2 separate regions of the Sus scrofa genome follow, and region 2 is linked to region 1. Evidence: chromatin contacts called from public Hi-C data. All regions are on one chromosome and are shown on one strand. The core of a region is the stretch at or near the end of the contact, and the rest is flanking DNA. Distances in the headings are between cores, read along the strand shown. Region 1 holds the start of LOC100518170 (protein FAM127). Region 2 holds the start of ZNF449 (zinc finger protein 449).

Region 1 (4,355 bases), core at 1,475-3,974:
CTGCATGTAACATCCTGCCTGGGGGAGCCCTCAAAATGCAGAAGTCATAGAAGCTCCCCTACTCTCCCATTGCAGCTGGAGCTTTATTTATATCCCTATTATTAAGGTCTCTGTATTAAAGAATAAGTCACGCATTAGGGTGTGAGCTACTCCCACTCAGCTATGCTCACCCTCACCCCAACCAGTATACTGTCCCCGTAGTGTGTGTCTCTCTCCAGAGATTCTAAGAAATTCTCTTCTGGGTGGTGAGCAGTTTGTAAGGGACTGAGGTGTTACATGAGCAGATGGTCAGTGACAGTTGGGGTATTATTGCCAACCAGGTTCCATTTCCACCTACTCCAGCCACAGGTGGCAACAGATGGCCTTCCCAAGCATGTGCTGTGAAGCTAGGAATGAATCTTTGTCACAACTCAGATGTGCTTGGATGCTTGGATCCATTGGCTGCCCAATGGTATCTTCCCTCAGCTTCCCCCTGAGCTGTCACTATCCACAGACCTGGGAGGGCTCTGTCACCCTCCCATGCTAACTTCCCCAGAGGGACTAAGTGGCAATCAGAGGTGTCAAGTCTGGATGGAGGGGACCTGGATCTGGGGAAAGAAATATAACAGGAGGGAGGCGTTAAACACCCTCAATAGAAAGGTAGGACCTACAGGGCAAGAACCAAGAGACAGCTTTGGGAGTCTTGGAGGATTTCTCACATCTGCTTTCCACGTGATACCAGCAAATGCCAACAAATAGACCAGCAGGCAGGCTGGAGGTTTGCTCCTGACAGTAAGCTGAGGCAGCACTAGGGTTCGCTTTAAGTGTTTTTTTCACCCTTAGGGAACTTCACCCTGACTGCATGATATCCAGTGTCATAAAATTAGTGTTTCATATACTTGGAATTTTTTTTACTTGTGAATAATTCTGGATTAGCTAGGTCCATAAAAGATAGTTTGCCCTTGAAGGTCACAGTGTCACCAAGCACTATAACAACTCAGGCAGGTAGAGGCAAATTGGCTGTCACCTTGTTGGGCTGGGGCAGCAGCTGGCTCTGTAGCTCCCCCCACCACCACCACCTCCAGCTGGGTCTACCCTTCAGCTTCTCCAGCTACTGAGGCAGCATGTACACCCTCTGAGGCAGCACCTAAGTCCCACCTCCTCTTCTCTCCTCACACAGGGAAAATCAACATCTTTAAGATGCTGGGCCACCCTATTTCAGACCTGGGTATGCATTTGTGTTCTCTTGAGTATTCTTTTATATCCCCTATTTGGCATTTCAAAATGTTAAGTGGGGGAGTTCCCGTCGTGGCGCAGTGGTTAACGAATCCGACTAGGAACCATGAGGTTGCAGGTTCAATCCCTGCCCTTGCTCAGTGGGTTAACGATCCGGCGTTACCGTGAGCTGTGGTGTAGGTTGCAGATGCGGCTCGGATCCTGCGTTGCTGTGGCTCTGGCGTAGGCCGGTGGCTACAGCTCCGATTATACCCCTAGCCTGGGAACCTCCATATGCCGCGGGAGCGGCCCAAGAAATAGCAACAATAATACCAACAACAACAAAAGACAAAAAAAAAAAAAGACAAAAAAAATGTTAAGTGGATTTTATGATTTTTCAAGTATATTCCTAGGAACCACTTCTTTTTAACTGCTTTTCTGAATTAAGTCATTAATAGCATTATCTATTTTAACCGATTATTCTCTGCATATATGAAAGCCTGTGAAGAATTTATATCAATTTTGTACTCAGCCATACAAATGAATTCAAATATAACCTGTAATACTTCGTTTTCCCTTCTTCAATTGGTTAATGTCTTAGTTATTTCTTTCCATTATTCTCAAGTATGGAGATGTATAATGTCATACTTAGAAAACATCCAACACCTCTCACTTTTGTCTTTCAGTTTCTATACTAATAGTCTACTTCGGTACCATAATATACCAAATTAAGAGATTTCTTATCATTTAACCCTCTTTAAGTTCACTTGTCATGGTGCATTACTCTATGAATATGCTTCTCTGAATTATGCCCACTAATAGCTGGGGTTTCCCATGATGGTGCAAGACAACCATACCTACAACCAGCGGCGTGATACTTCAGTTGACAGATGCATGAATCAGTAGGGGAATGTGCCCACAGAAGCGCACCAAACGGTGTCCAGGTCCGAGGGTCTGCAAAGGATACACTAGGGGAGAGGGGAGGAAAAGGTAGGACTCTACTTCTAGAAAAGGGACTCAGCTCTCCACCAGCTGCCAGCTCTTGCCTAATCAGGAGCATTGAGTCCTGGGCCCCTCCCCTGGCCCCCGCCTCTCATCCGCCTCCTGCCAAGGGAAACTTTGGCCCCGCCCCTCCCGCTTCCACCACACCCCTTGAGTGGCTACTACCCACTCCCCCTTTCTCTTTCCTGTGCAGGGAAGGGACAGTCCACTCCGAACCTAGCGCGACCCCTCGTGTTACGCCTGCGCACTGCAAACCACCCGCCAGGTTCGTGGATCCCCCACCGCTTAAGACTCCTACATCCGGCCTCAGGAAACTTCGGCCCCGCCCCGTGATTCTGACCCCGCCTCCTCGAGCGGACCTTAGCTCCGCCCCCATTCACCTTTTTGGCCCCGTCCCGCCCTCCTAACGGCGGCCTCAAAGTTGCGCCTGCGCACTACGTGACGCCAGGCACTGTGGGCGGGGCCCGCCCGCGCCGAGCACCGCCCACGGCCCCGCCCGCCCCGCCGGGCCCGCCCCGCCTCCCCGCACACGCACTTCCCGCCCCGCCTCCTCGCCCACCTCGCCGAGAGGCCCCTGCAGCCCAGCCAGGCGAGCGAGGCGCGATGGACGGCCGGGTGCAGCTGATCAAGGCCCTCCTGGCCTTACCCATCCGGCCCCAGACGCGTCGGTGGAGGAACCCGATCCCCTTCCCCGAGACGTTTGACGGCGACACCGACCGGCTCCCGGAGTTTATCGTGCAGACGGGCGCCTACATGCTCGTGGACGAGACCCTGTTCTCCAACGACAGCCTGAAGGTGACGTTCCTCATCACCCGCCTCACCGGGCCGGCCCTGCAGTGGGTGATCCCCTACATCAGGAAGCAGAGCCCCCTCCTCAACGATTACCGGGGCTTCCTGGCCGAGATGAAGCGGGTCTTTGGATGGGTGGAGGACGAGGACTTCTAGGCCGGGAGCCCCTCGGGCCCGGGGGCGGGTGCCCGCGGGAGGGTCCGCTCTGCCCGTCGCCCAGCCGCGCAGACCGCCGCGGGCGCCCTCCCGCCGCGCCTCCCGCGTCCCTCACCTTCGGGTGGCCGCGCTCTCCCCGCGCGCTCGTGTCCCCTCCCGCGTCGTGCTTGCCTTTGTTCCAGGAATAGCGCTCCAGGTTCCCGCCGCCTCCGCCGCCTCCAGGCCTGGTGCGGACCGGCCGCCGCCCTCTCGGGCCGGCCCGGCCCCTCCCGTGCACCCTTGGACCCGGTCCTGCGCTCCAGCTGCAAGCCGGGCTCCTGTTACACGCGGGACGGACCACCTGCAGCCCGGCGCCCGCCGACCGCCGGCGCCTGGCCGGACTCCCAGGCCGGCATCCGGGTGCCCAGAGACCTGCGCTGCCGCTGCCGTGCCCCCACCGTCCACCGCATCGCTCCCGCCGACGCCCTGCAGCCTTCGGGGATCTGGACTCACCACCACCCCCCGGGGGGTGGGGTGCCTGAGCCGCTCACTGCCCCCCGAGACGATGATTGCAACAGCTCTCCACCGCCGCGGAGGGGCCGGCCAGCCTTTCACCGTCAGCGGGGCCCACTCCCTCCCTACTCCCAGAGACATCTCCTGCTCCTGCTCCCGCTCCCGCTCCCGCTCCCGCTCCTGCTCCTGCTCCTGCCAGGAGGCTGCCAGGTCCCGGGGGTGCCTGGCAGCCACGTCGAGTCACTCATTGTCTCCTGTGGACCTGTTAGTTTCGCCCAGAATCCAGTTCTCTTCTGAATGTGCAGCTGTCTCTCTGACGTGTGCCTTTTGTCCAACACAGTAACCCCAGCACTCTGCCCAGCTCTTCTACACTACCTGGACAAACGTCTTTTCCTGATTTTCAATAAATGTCAGACGCTGTTCAAAAAGGAATTGAGTCTCAGTGACTAGGGCACCTCTCCCTCCCTGGTCCAGTAAGTGGGGCCCGTGGCTTGCTCAGAAGGTGTGTCCCGCCCCCGCCCTTGTGTGGCTCCTGCTGAGTCTTGCATCACCAGGCAGAAGCCCTGGACTCGTGGTGGTCCCGGGGATGGAGACCCCCACGCGCGCGTGCGCGTGCGCGGGGGCGTCATTCACTGCGGGGTGCTGACTCTTGCACAGCGGTCAGTTCCGTGCCCCCTTGGGAAATGGCTCTTGATCTGGTTTTGGCCAAGGCGGTGCAAGGA
Region 2 (4,199 bases), core at 1,422-3,921, 94 kb before region 1:
AACTCGCTCACTTTTCTCCAAAGCCCCAAAACAGCAGTTTATAATCTTTTTGGCGGCTTTCAGAATCTGGTGGAAGCCATGGCTTCACTTCAGGAGAATACGGTAGACATCCACTTCTGCACCCAACTTCCCAAACGTTTACAAAACGTCCAAGCCCATCCGTGGACCCTCCAGAACTGTGCTGTCCACCATGGGAGCCGCTAGGCTCTCGAGGACACAAGTCAAAATTTATTAAAACTAAAACCTCAGCGCCCGGCCACATTTCAAGTACTCAGCGGCCATCAGAACAGAGGCTTCTACTGGACAGCTCTGTTCCAGAATTTCGCCCCCCCCCCCCCCCCGACCAAGGCTAAACCCCCTTGCCTTAGATAAGCCCCTGCAGATGTGCTGGCTTTGAAACCCACTCTCAGCCTAATTCCAACGGTCCTGTGTTTCTGCATAGAGCTAGGCCACAAAAGAAATGGGGGCGCAATACTCACGATGGCAAAGAACCCTGAAAGTCCATCTACCTTTGAGTCGCCCCAGCCCCCTCCACCTTCAGCCAAGGGCATCCTAGCCGGAGCCACCCACGCCTTGCAAAGACAGCAAACCACCAACCCCTCTCAGTCCGCTCCCCTGGAGGTCACCGCCAGCTCAGCCAACACCACCGGGCCCCTCGCCCCGCAACAGCATTCTAAGTGACTTGCTCACGAGAAAACGACACGGCAACAGGGCAGGTCAGCGGGCGTTGGGTCTGCCCTAACACCCATGGACATTTATCACACGCGTCACGCTTTGTGCCAGGTACTGTCTGAGCCTCCCGCACGGGAGTTCCTTTCGCCCTCATCCATCGTCAGGAGGTGGGCTCTCAGACTGCGCCCGGAACACAGAGGAGGGCACCGAGCTGGGGCTTAGGAGGACTTGAATCACTTGTCCCAAGCCACAGAGCAAACGCCAGAGGGAGGTGGTCGGGAAGTTAGAATCGAGAGACTCCTGCACAGCTCAGGTCTCAAAACACCCACATGCCCTTAGCGCCATCTCCGAGGTCACACAGGCCATCCCATGCCTGTCCCCGCAGGTCTCAACGCTGGGCCCCGCCCAGTGCCAGGGCTCCTCTCTGTCCGCAGGGGCCCAGATGCCCTGTACCCGTCCTCTTCCTTGTAGTGGGACAACGGAAACATACCCAGCATCCCACCCGCCTCGCCCCAGTGGACACTGTCCCCATGGCACCCTTTATCCGGAGGGTAGCCTGGGCTTTGGCGGCAGACCACCTAGCGATCACCTGCTAGCTCTGGGCCCCTGGCACCCAGGGCTTCTGTCTGTAACCTGCCAACAATCCCAGCATCTCCTTCACAGAAGGACCTGCGGGCGAATCCCACTGCCTGGACAGGAACAGCAGGGTGCCTGGCACCGAGGAGGTGCTCAGGAAAGGTCGTTCCCTAGGGAGCTTCGATCCACCCCGCCCCGCCCCGCCCCACCAGCCCCCCACAGGCACCTAACCGTCGCTGGGGGGCGTGCAGGGACCACGCCGCTCGGGGCTCTGGACCCGCCTTTCCTGCGCTCCAGCCTCCCCGCGGGGCAGCCCTCCCTGGACGGTCCCCAGCCTGCCACCGCGTCGGCCAGGGAACTGACCCTCCGGGTTGCCCCCCTCCACGCCCCGCGGCCCTTCCGGAGGAAAGCTTCCCTCCACCCAGGGGCTCCTGGCTTCTCCGCAAACCCTCCCGAAATGACCCCGGGCCCACAGGGCCCGTGCAGGAAGAGCTGTGTCCGGAGAGGGCGAGGGGAAAGGCACGGGGGGCAAGTCCACAAGCCGGTGGGAAACCCGATGCCCGCGGCGCGGCCCCAGCGCGCTCCCCGGGGAGGAGGTCCCGCCGCCCAGGGGGGCGCTCCCGGCCCCGGAGCAGCCCGGGAAGGCCCGGCCGGGTGGCCGGGAGCGGCGGCGGGGACCCGGGCTGGCCAGGGGCCCGCCGCCCGGCGCTCCTCCCCGCGCCCTCGGCCGGATCGGGGCTGCAGGCGGCGGGTTCGCGCAGCCGGAGCGGGATGGGAGCCCCGCTCCCCGCGCCCGCGCCCCAGGGACGGCCACGCCCTCTGGCCGCTCCGGGACTCACCGCCTCAGCGCCCACGGCTCTCCCAGGCTCACCGGGGGCAGCTGCCCAGGGCGCAGGCGCGCGGCCGCGCTGAGGACTACAACTCCCGGCAAGCTCCACGTCACTCGCCCAGGGATCTCGGCCCCAAAGGCGCTGACGCGGGAGGGGCTGGGATTTTCCTTGGCCTCTGCCAGGCCGGAGGCCTCTTTGGAAGCGATCCCACTTCCGGTCTTAAGCGCCTTTAAATTCCAGGGGATTGGGTGGGTTGCGCCCCGGTTCTCGATCCTAGCGAGGGCTTCTCTCCCATCATCCCTGGAGTAACTGGAGCAGCGGGGAAACTCCTTAAATCTGTTACCACTGCATCAGTGATTGTCAAACTCCTCTCCGTAAGAAGAATTTCTTGCGAAAACCTTTTAAAAATTCAGATTTCTGGACATCCGTACGCATTGACTCTCGCATGAGCTCCAGGATTCGCACTTAATAAGCCTTCTTGGAATATTGACGCTCACCTTCAGCTCGCGGGTCACAGTGGCCTTGAATAGCTCATGCTTTTTTGAGTACCTCGTGTTTTCTTAAAGAGCCTACCTTCAATGAAGCGATCTCGTGCATTCCTCGCTCCTTTCGGCCGCCACCAGAGGGCGCTCGCGGCTTTGACGGTGCCCAAATGGCCCCGCCTCTTATAGTGGATTCCCCTCTGGTCTCGTCCCCGCAAATTTCGCTTCTGCGTGGTCCCTTTCCAACTCAGCCGTGAATTGTGACCAGGAGAGAGGCGATGGTGTCATTCGGGAGATGTAGTCCTCACATTGGTCCTGAGATAGTTTTGTTTTTCTGTTTTAGTCTTTGGACGCCAAACTTTAGTGTTGGTCCAAGAAAGAGCGGGAAGAGCTGCAGGCGATTGTGCCTCCCAGAGGCCCTAGTGGAAGCGAGATCAGGGGCAGGGGCCCCATAGTCCTGAATCCACAGAGGCCAAAGTCCTTGAAATAGCTCCGCTTGGGCTGGAGCTGGGCTCATGGACTGCGACATGGACCCACGGGCACCCTGACTCCTGCGGATTCTGTGTATTGTCTCATGGGGCGCCAGGCGCCTTTCACAGCTGTCATGGCTGGTTTCTGGGCCAAGGTGGTCGGCATTTGACCCTGGCTTCCAGGAGCAAAATGTAGTCCTCATTTTGAAACCAGAGTGGCTTCTGCGCCTGGAGCCAGCAGCTCCAAGCAAGGCCCAGCGTGGGGGCCTCTCATCTGCACTTCTGTGGCTTCTGCCGCTGGTCTCTGAGAAACCAAGGCAGGCAGCTTCTGGAGCTTTGCTGTGGGTGGGTGGGTGGCTTTGGCTTGTGAGATGCGCACCATGGAGCAGATCCTGGGGCTGCGGGTGTCGGGGTGCCTCCTGACCATTCTGTCCCAGGAGATCCACGGCAGGGTGCAGAAGCTGTACACACACATCTCACCAAGAGGCTGGGAGTCTTTTCAAGTACACGCAGAGAGAACTTGCCAGACTGAGGGAGACTGGGGGGCGGGGATCCGAGTAGACCTACATGGGCAAGTGACTTTGTAATTTAGTCTGGAATCTTCATCCTCCCGATTTCCCCCCAGGCGCACACAGAAGGTGAAGACTGCGGGTTTCCACAGGGAGGCAGCGCCACTGCTGCAAGAGTCAGTGTCAGCTCGGATCAAAGGGGCTGGAATCCTGGCTCTGTCCACTACCCCGTGACCTGGGGCAGGTCACTTTCCCCTTTGGGCTTCAACTTCCCCTTTGGTAAAATGGCTTCTGGGATTGTTTTGAGGATTAAAAGGAGGGCAGCGTGTACATTTTTTTAAAAAGACATGGGCACTAAGCATTGTATTATATTTTATTGTATTTTATTTTTGGCCACGTTCAAGGCACGCAGAAGTTCCCGGGTCAGGGATCAAACCTGCACCGCAGCAGTGATGCCAGAACCTTACCCACTAGGCCACCAAGGAACTCCCAGCATGTACCTTTTGATCACACTGCTGGCGTGTAGTGCCTACAACTCTGAGCTGGCCGCCCTGGGGCACAGGCTGGTGGTCCCAGCTCCTCCTCCACTGAGGTCGGAGGAGCGCTTGAGCCCAGGACGTCTGGGCTGTGGTGTGCTCTGCGGATCAGGCCCTGAGTTCA

Evidence for each region. Hi-C and Micro-C count contacts between places; a contact is called where the count stands out from the background.
Region 2: a Hi-C map of liver shows a contact between it and region 1, with 7 times the contacts expected there. The contact joins the promoter of ZNF449 here to the promoter of LOC100518170 in region 1. A contact is called at or near these places in 10 of 47 Hi-C or Micro-C datasets (epiblast stem cells, fetal heart ventricle, heart right ventricle and 6 more) and 1 of 2 datasets of contacts at active chromatin or transcription factors (alveolar macrophages).

Annotation. Positions count from the first base shown.
Region 1 is chrX:110,832,957-110,837,311 of Sscrofa11.1, reverse strand. LOC100518170 (protein FAM127) reads left to right here and starts at 2,724. Exons shown (of 1, transcript XM_021080821.1): 1 at 2,724-4,065. The coding sequence starts at 2,800. The coding sequence ends at 3,141. LOC102157543 (a long non-coding RNA gene) reads right to left here and starts at 2,363. Exons shown (of 3, transcript XR_002340885.1): 1 at 2,052-2,363.
Region 2 is chrX:110,926,640-110,930,838 of Sscrofa11.1, reverse strand. ZNF449 (zinc finger protein 449) reads right to left here and starts at 2,671. Exons shown (of 5, transcript XM_021080814.1): 1 at 2,576-2,671.